Linked DNA regions of Canis lupus: region 2 is linked to region 1. A link is a contact called in public Hi-C data. All regions are on one chromosome and are shown on one strand. The core of a region is the stretch at or near the end of the contact, and the rest is flanking DNA. Distances in the headings are between cores, read along the strand shown.

The links. A called contact is a pair of places that touch in the nucleus more often than the background predicts.
Region 2: a Hi-C map of blood shows a contact between it and region 1, with 2.9 times the contacts expected there. The contact joins the promoter of LOC119864508 here to the promoter of LOC119864504 in region 1. A contact is called at or near these places in 2 of 9 Hi-C or Micro-C datasets (both in blood).

Annotation. Positions count from the first base shown.
Region 1 is chr19:55,018,087-55,022,272 of UU_Cfam_GSD_1.0, reverse strand. It overlaps LOC119864504 (signal transducing adapter molecule 2), which reads left to right and starts at 2,929. Exons shown (of 15, transcript XM_038565209.1): 1 at 2,929-3,050. The coding sequence starts at 3,011.
Region 2 is chr19:55,471,562-55,475,218 of UU_Cfam_GSD_1.0, reverse strand. LOC119864508 (ADP-ribosylation factor-like protein 6-interacting protein 6) reads right to left here and starts at 1,476. Exons shown (of 4, transcript XM_038565221.1): 1 at 1,080-1,476; 2 at 12-65. The coding sequence starts at 1,476. It overlaps LOC119864507 (pre-mRNA-processing factor 40 homolog A), which reads left to right and starts at 2,249. Exons shown (of 26, transcript XM_038565217.1): 1 at 2,249-2,638. The coding sequence starts at 2,363.

The DNA.
Region 1 (4,186 bases), core at 1,680-4,179:
ACTCTGACACAACTAGGTTGGATCTGGAGGGGGAAGAAAGAGGACACTGATGTACACATTGGTAAGATCCAAATAAAGTCTGGAGTTTACTGAATGACAATAAGCCAGTGTTGGTTTCTTAGCTTTAACAAAGTCTCGTGGAACTCTAAGATCTTACTTAACAATGGGAGAAACGGGGTAAAGGGTAAGTGAGAATTCTCTGTACTATTTTTTTTTTTTTTAAAGATTATTTATTCAGAGACACAGAGAGAGAGAGAGAGAGAGGCACAGACACAGGCAGAGGGAGAAGCAGGCTCCATGCAGGGAGCCTGACATGGGACTCGATCCTGGGTCTCCAGGATCACGCCCTGGACTGAAGGCGGCGCTAAACCGCTGTGCCACTGGGGCTGCCCTCTGTACTTTTTTTTTATGTTAACTTTTTTTGTAAATCTAAAATCATTCCAAAAGAAGAAAACTATTAAAAAAATAACCCAAATAAACTGCTTTGGAGATTCATAAAAAACAATATACCACTCATCAGAGAGACAGAATTATCTAAACTGAAACAGAGAAAAAGAGAGAACGAGAGAGAGAGAGAGAGAGAGAGAGAGAATTCGTAAAGCACTTGATTTATTAGCCACTGTAGCCACAGGGGCAGATTATAGTCTTAAGAAAACAAACCAAACTCGGGTCCCTTTGAAGACCATGCAAAGGTCTCACTAAGACGCTAGATGCACGGACCATCTCCAGTGTTTCTAGACTGGTGACTAGGGTCACCTTCCCTCGTGGCCTTCCTGGGGGTTAGCACCGTCCCTGTGATAGGAGCTCTGAAGGGGTGATCCCACAGAAAAATGTAAAAGTTGCATTTCTTTCTTTCTTTTTTTTTTAAAGATTTTATTTATTTATCCATGACACAGAGGGGGCGCAAGTCAGAGACGCAGGCAGAGGGAGAAGCAGGCTCCATGCAGGGAGCCCGATGCCTGACTCGATCCTGGGACCCGGGGTCACGCCCTGGGCCGAAGGCAGGTGCCAAACCGCTGAGTTACCTGGGCTGCCCCCCAGAAAGCTGCATTTCTTTACACGCCAGGGCTTCTGGATCTGCCGCTGACGCATGTTTTTAATTCTTCAATGACTTCATTAGGTGAAGGTGCGTGAACAGTCTGAGCATCCTTCTTTAAGTCTGGCTCCCAGCGACTCCTGGGGTTTCTGCTAATGAGCGGCGCTCACCCAGGGACTGAGAACACGCGGGGGCAGGTCAACACCGGAGTCTTGAGCGTGGTCGGCCCAAGCTGAGGTGCATCCTTAACACGTGGGTGCTGGGGATCCCTGGGGGGGCTCAGCGTCTGCCTTCGGCCCAGGGCGTGACGCCGGGGTCCCAGGATCGAGTCCCGCGTCGGGCTCCCTGCATGGAGCCTGCTTCTCCCTCTGCCTGGGTCTTTGCTTCTCTTTCTGTCTCTCTCATGAATAAATAAATCAAATTAAATCGATCGATCAATCAATCAATCAATCAATCGTGAGTGCTTCCCGTTCCGAAGGCCGGTTGGCCCCTAGTCGGGCTCCTGCAGCGGCTCAGCGCTGCAAGGACCTCGACGCCCGTCGGGCCGCTCCCTCCCGCGCCTCGGGCACGGTGACGTCAGATCACTACTACGTCACTGTGACGCTCAACACCGCTAAACGAGTATTTAGGGCCTTGGATGCCGGCGCTAAGCTGTCCCAGATTTACCTTGGGGAGGGTGTGCGCGCACCGCGGGCAGCGGCAGACGCGGACGGGGACCGGGACGGGGACGCGGACGGGGACCGGGACGGGGACGCGGACGGGGACGCGGACGGGCCGTCCCGAGCGGACCCGCAGCAGGTGAGGCCGTCGAGGTCCGTCGCTCACCTGCGGGTGCGGCCGACGCCCCGGAGCATCCCGGCCCCTCGGGGCCCTTCCCAGGCCTTCCGCCGGCCCGACACAAGGCGACTCCGCGTGGGCCGTGTCCGGACACCGGGTGCCCGCTCCCGGGAGCCCTTAACGAAACACACTGTATTTAGTTGTTCCTGACACCCGGGCCGAGGGAGGGGCAGGCCCCGCGGGGGCCCGGCGCGGGCTGGATCCCGGGGTCACGCCCTGGGCACGGCAGGCGCCCCGCCCCCCGGGCCCGTCTACACCCGAGGCTGTAAACCGGCTTTGTCTGACCCGCGGCTAAGCTGTCGCAAATAACCCTTTGACATCAAGGGACGACCGGGAGACCCCGAGTTCCAGCAGAGCCGGGCGCACCGCGCTCCGCGGGCCGCTCGGCTGCTCCGGATGCCGAGGACGCAGCAGCGGCCGAACCCGGGCGCCGAGGCCGCGCCCCGAGGAGGCGGCGCCGGGGAACGTAAGAACCACGGAAGCTACGTAACTACGTAACAGCACGCGGGGGCGTGGCCGGCGCGGGGGCGTGGCCGGGAAAGCGCACCTGCACGTCGTCCGCCTGACCCGGGGACCCGGTCTGCGCGGGAGCAGCGGCCCGACGGTCCGCAACCTGGGGGCGGCGGCGCGCGGCGGGACAGCGCGAAGGGCGGGAGAGCCGGGGCGGCCCCGCGCGGCCGGCGCCTCCGGGGCTCTGCGAGCGCCCAAGTCTCGCGCGACCTCGTCCGGCCCCCGAAGGCCCCCTGCTCCGAGGCCGGCCGGGGTCCTAGCGATGGGGAGGTGGCCGCGGCGGCCGCCTGCGCGCCCTGGCGGAGCCCGGGGAGGGGCCGCCGCCTCTTCCCGGGAGGCGGGGGCGCCGGGGGCGCTCGGAGGGTCCGCGGGCCGGCGGGCGCTGCTCCCGCGAGGGGGCGCGGGCCGGAGCGCAGGCCCGGGGCTGGCCCGTCAGGCGGGCGCCGGGCCGCTGCGGGGCGGAAGTGCGCGGCGGAAGTGCGCGGCGGGGGCGGAGCCGGAGCCGGAGCCGAGCCGAGCCGTCTAGGAAGCGGCGGCCGCGGCCACCCCGCCCGGAGCAGGCGCCGCGCCTCGGCCGGACCGCGGAGGCTCGGGGTCGGGTCGGGGCCGCGCCCGGGCGGCGGCAGGATGCCCCTGTTCGCGGCCAACCCCTTCGAGCAGGACGTGGGTAGGTGGCGGGCGCGGCTGCCGGAGGGCGGGCGGCGGCCCAGGCCGTGACCCGGCGCCCGCGGGCCCCGCCGCTCCCTCGGCCTGGGTCCCGGCCTGGGCCCGGGATAAGTCACTAAAACCTTTCGACGACGACGACGACGGGGGGGGGGGGGGGGGGCTGCGAGCGCCTCGTCCGCCCCGTGGAGGGAGCCGCGGACCGTCGGGCTCTCGGGACTTGAATCCGCTTTTCCTCTGTAAACAGCCCCGCGGGAGGATCAAGTGGCGGGAGCGGTTGTCACTCGGGGCGCCGGGACCCGGGAGTGCGCTCGCCTGCGGTCGTGGCCCGTTCATTGCCCTTTGGGACTCACTCGCGTGCTTAGCACCATTCCCGGCTGCTTTTTTTTTTTTTCTCTTTTTTTTTGGGGGGGGGGGCGCGTCGTGTCATTCTTGTGTCGGCCTCGTCGTTCAGTGCGCGAGCCTCGGATGGTCCCGGCGCAGCTGTCGAGCTGACCCCGGGGTCCGCGGTCTCGGGCCCCGCAGGAGGCGGGGCGTGGGGCGCGGGGCGGGGCGCGGGGCGCAGGGCGGCGGGCCCGGAGCCGCAGGCCGTGCACATCCCGTCCTCCCCGGAGGGCCCACGGGGGTCCCGGCGCAGGCTTCCTCTGCAAGGTGACGTCCTCCTCTCGCTCTTTCCTCAGTGGAGACACAGAGACGCAGAGACGCAGGCGGAGGGAGCAGCAGGCTCCGCGCGGGGCCCCGACGCAGGGACTCGATCCCAGGACCCCGGGGTCACGCCCTGGGCCGCGGGCACACGCGCGCCCCCGAGCCCCCGGCCGCCCCTAGCCGGGCTGCCCACACGGAGGAGCCGCGTCCCGCCGTGTGTATGAGGAGGTCACCCCGCGACTAAGGGGGATGGGGCTGAGGCCACGTTGCGCTCCCGCAGTCTCGCTGGCGGCCGAGCGCTGCTGCCTGACGTCACCGCGCGGGGAAGAGGCCCCCGCCTCGGCCCCGGGGAAACGCGGTGCTGGGCCCGTGTCCGCAGACGCGTCGCACCTGGTGCTGGCCCGTGAGGGGCGGGGGACCCCGGCAGGTGCGTTTCTCTGCTGGGAGTCCGATCCTGCAAACCCCGGAGGGTGCGCTAGCCGTGGCGGCGTCAGA
Region 2 (3,657 bases), core at 227-2,726, 450 kb before region 1:
TAAGTTTATACCTAGTAGCCCGGTGTCTGTGTCGTCTTCAGTCTTTAAATTCTCAGCATGTAACTCTGTAAATACAAAAAAAAGGGGGCTTGAGTATAAACGATTTTACAATTTAAATAGAAGCTCAAAACCTGGAAAAATATTGTGGAGCTGTGGAAAGTGCTCTGAAGTCGGAAACAAAAGGGTCCACGCGCGAATCCACTACTAGGTGTGCGGCCTTCCGAGGGAAATCCAGTCCGTCGGGGCGCATCGCCCAGTAAGCGGGCTTCTTGGAGTCGCTGTGAAAATACCCGGAGGCTGTGGGTCTCCTCTCGGCACCCGCCGCGGGGCTACTCAACCTCGAGGTGGCGGCGCTCCTGCGCGGCCAGGTGCCTGCGCGCGCCTTCTGCGATGCTGTCGCGCGGCCTACTAGGGCCCCTTCCTCCGTCCTCAAGGGACCCAAGCCCAGGTCGCAAGGGTCGTGACCCGAGGAAAAGGGGCCGCTCCGCGCTCAGGGACCACCTGCACCGGCAAGGAGCCCGGCGCCCACGTCTGCACCGCGGCTCGCGCCCCGCGTCCTCGCTCAGGGGTTCCCGGGAGCCGCCCGCCGGCCCGCGGGGGCCTGGGAGCGCGGGGCGGACACTGCGCGCGGATCTCCGACCGCCGCGGCCGAGCCTTCCCGCCGGATCGCACACCGCGCGCACGTCCTCTGTTCCACCCGGCGGCTGTCTAACCTCACTCGACGAAACACAACTAACGACCGGGGAGACCAGAGGGGTCTGACCCCGACACCAGCGCACGTCGGCCGAGAGCCACGGACTCCATCCGTAAGAGCAGAGCCCGGGGCTGTGGGGCGGCGGCCCGGCCGTCCGAGCGCGCGCGGCACCGGCGCCGCCCCACAGCCGCCGCCTCAGCGCCGCCGCCTCAGCACCATCGCCTCAGAGCCACCGCCTCCACGGCGCCGCCGGCCAGCCTGTCCCACCGCGGCGTCGGCCCACCTCGGGCCTCCCACCTCGGGCGCGGCCCTGCCCGTTCGGGAAACACACCGCAAGGGACGGGTGGGCGAGGCCGGGCGGGGGGCGGGGGGCGCGCGTCAGTACCTTTCACCACCAGGTAGGCGATGGCGAGGAGGAAGGCGACGAGGACCGCGAACAGCAGCGAGCACAGGATCGACAGCACCCGCACCGGCCGGCGCCGCGCCGCACCCTGGCCGCCCGCCGCCAACACGCCGTTGCGCTTCTCGGGCAGGACCGGCGAGCCGTCCCCGCCCCCGCCCCCGCGGAGCAGCGGGCGCTCCGCGGGCTCCGACGACGCCCCGGCCGAGAACTCCGCCCGCAGATCGCGGGCCACCGGGTCGCACCCGTCCTCCTCGTCCCCCTCCGCGTCCCCCCACCCGCCCCCCGCGGGGAAGGCGAAGGCCGGCCGGGCGGACGCGGCCGGGGTGCCGGGACGTCGGCGCAGCGCAGGCGGGCGCCTCCCGGTCTCCACGAACGACATGGCGGGAAAGGCCGCCGCGCCCGCGGAGGGCGAGACCCCCCCGGCCCCGCCCCCGGCCCCGCCCCGCGCCCGCAGCAGCCAATCAGCGGCCGGCCCCCGCCCCCGCGCCCACCACCGGCGAGGCGGCGCGGGGGTGCACCGGGGTGCGCGTCCGGGCGCGGAAGGCGCTGCGCGGCCTGAGGCGAGGCGGGGCGCCCGCGGGCCCGGGCGCGACCCCAGCTCGGGGGGCAGGACGGCAAGCGGACGAGCGCCCGGAGAGCGCCAAGCAGGGCCCGAAGGGAGCCAGGTCCCCGCCCCCCGCGGGGCGTCGTCCCGGCCGGAGACCCCCGCCCCCGCCGCGTCACCTCCAGGCGCGCGCGCCCCGCCGCCCCGAGGCCGCGTCCTGCCGCGCCCGGTCCTAGCGCCCGCCGGGCTACGGCCCCCTTCCTCCGCCGCACGCCCCGCGCCTCCCGGGCCCCCCTCCCTCCCGGCGGCTCGCCGCCCCTCGCTCCCCGCCCCCCGCTCTCCTTCTCATTGTTCTCCCCGCCCCTATCACAACTTGCCTCCCCGCCGTCCGACACGCCTCCGCCCCGCCCCCTCCGCCCCGGCGCGGGCTCTCCAGCTGGTGCGTACGGAGCTCGAACCCTCGCCTCCTCCCCGCCCCTCCTCCTCCGCGGGCAGCGCGCGCCCCGCCCCGGCCCCGCTACCGCTACGAGCCGGGTACCCCCCCTCCCGGGCAGCCTCAGGTTGGTAGGGCGTACGGAACTCGGGCGGAGGGGGTGAAGGTGGCAGGCGCACTGCCCCGCCCCCTGCGGGGTGAGGCGGTCTGAGCTCCCTCCCCCGGGGAAAGTTGGTGGAGTTTTCCCGGCGGAGGCGCAGAAACTTCCTCCGTCCCCCTCCCCCCTCCATGCAGGCGACGCCGAGCGAGGCTGAGGCTGGGGGCCAATCGCCGCAGAGCTGCGTGTCGGAGGCGCACTCTGATTGGACAGCGGGGAAGCCCGTCAGCCTGTTGGCCCCGCTGGTCCCGCCCCGCAGCGCAGGGCAGCCTTTAACCTTTGGCCCCGGCGGGCGCCAGCCACTCAGATCGCTGCTTGTTGGTATGTGCAGCGGCAGTGGCCGCCGGCGGAGCAGTCTGAGCCCGACGATGAGGCCGGGGACGGGAGCCGAGCGTGGAGGCCTCATGGTGAGTGAGGCGGCGAGCCGCCCTCCGGCGCGGGGTCCCGGGGACGGGGAGCGGGGGCTGTCGGGCCGCAGCGCCCGGGCCCCTCCCGGCGGCCCCCCGAGGAGACGGCCCGCGGCGAGGCGTCGGCGGAGCGGGGCGAAGCGGCACAATGAGACGCGGAGTCAGAGGCCGGCCGCCGGTCCCGAGGGGCAGAGGCCGGGAGCGCGCGGCGGCGCTCGGGGCGGCGGGCTCCGGGGCTGGGGCGGGGCGCGGCGCGGGGGCGCGGAGGCGAACCCGGACGTCCCCGCGGCTGGGCCTCGGCCTCGGCCTGGGCGGCGGCGGCGGCGGCGGCAGGCGGCTGGGCCTCGGGCCTCGGGCCTCGGGCGGGGGAGCCCCGGAGAGCCGGGCCGGCCCGCGCCCGCGCCCCGCCCCGCCCCCGCCCCCGCCCGCGGAGGGCTTCCTCAGGGGAGTGAGCGGCCTGCGCCGGGCTCCGGGCCGCCCCGGGGAGGGTCCTCCCTGAGCCGAGGAGCGTGCTCTGCGGTGCGGGTTCTGCGGGACGCACCCGCGCTCGGCGTCGGGCGTCCTTGGGGACCCTGGCCTCGCTCGCCTCTCCCGGAGGCCGCGCTCCTCACGGGGAAGTCGGCGAACCCTCGCGTCAAAGCGTGAAGTCAGCGTGGAGCCGGCCCGGGAACGGCCCCTGTTCGGGCGCTGGCTACCTCGTACCCGTGAGGAACAACAAAGTCGTGGCTCCCCGGACCTGCTCCTGCGCGGCGCCGGCTGTTAACGCGCTGCAGCGGCCTGCTGCGGAAATGAAATCTGTGTTCTCTTTGCCCAGTGATTATTTTAATTTTTTCTCCGATTACTTTGCGATTCGGCCGGTGGCGAGCCCGTGTAAGTTCCGGTGGGAGGTGCATTTTGTTTAAGAAAACAAAGTACGAGGCAACCCGGTGATGGGGTCCCAGTTGGCCTGACGCTGAGCCACTCTGTGCGCGTAGCCGGCTTGTGCGATCAGTTTTTTGAGAAGCGTTCATCGTCCCTTG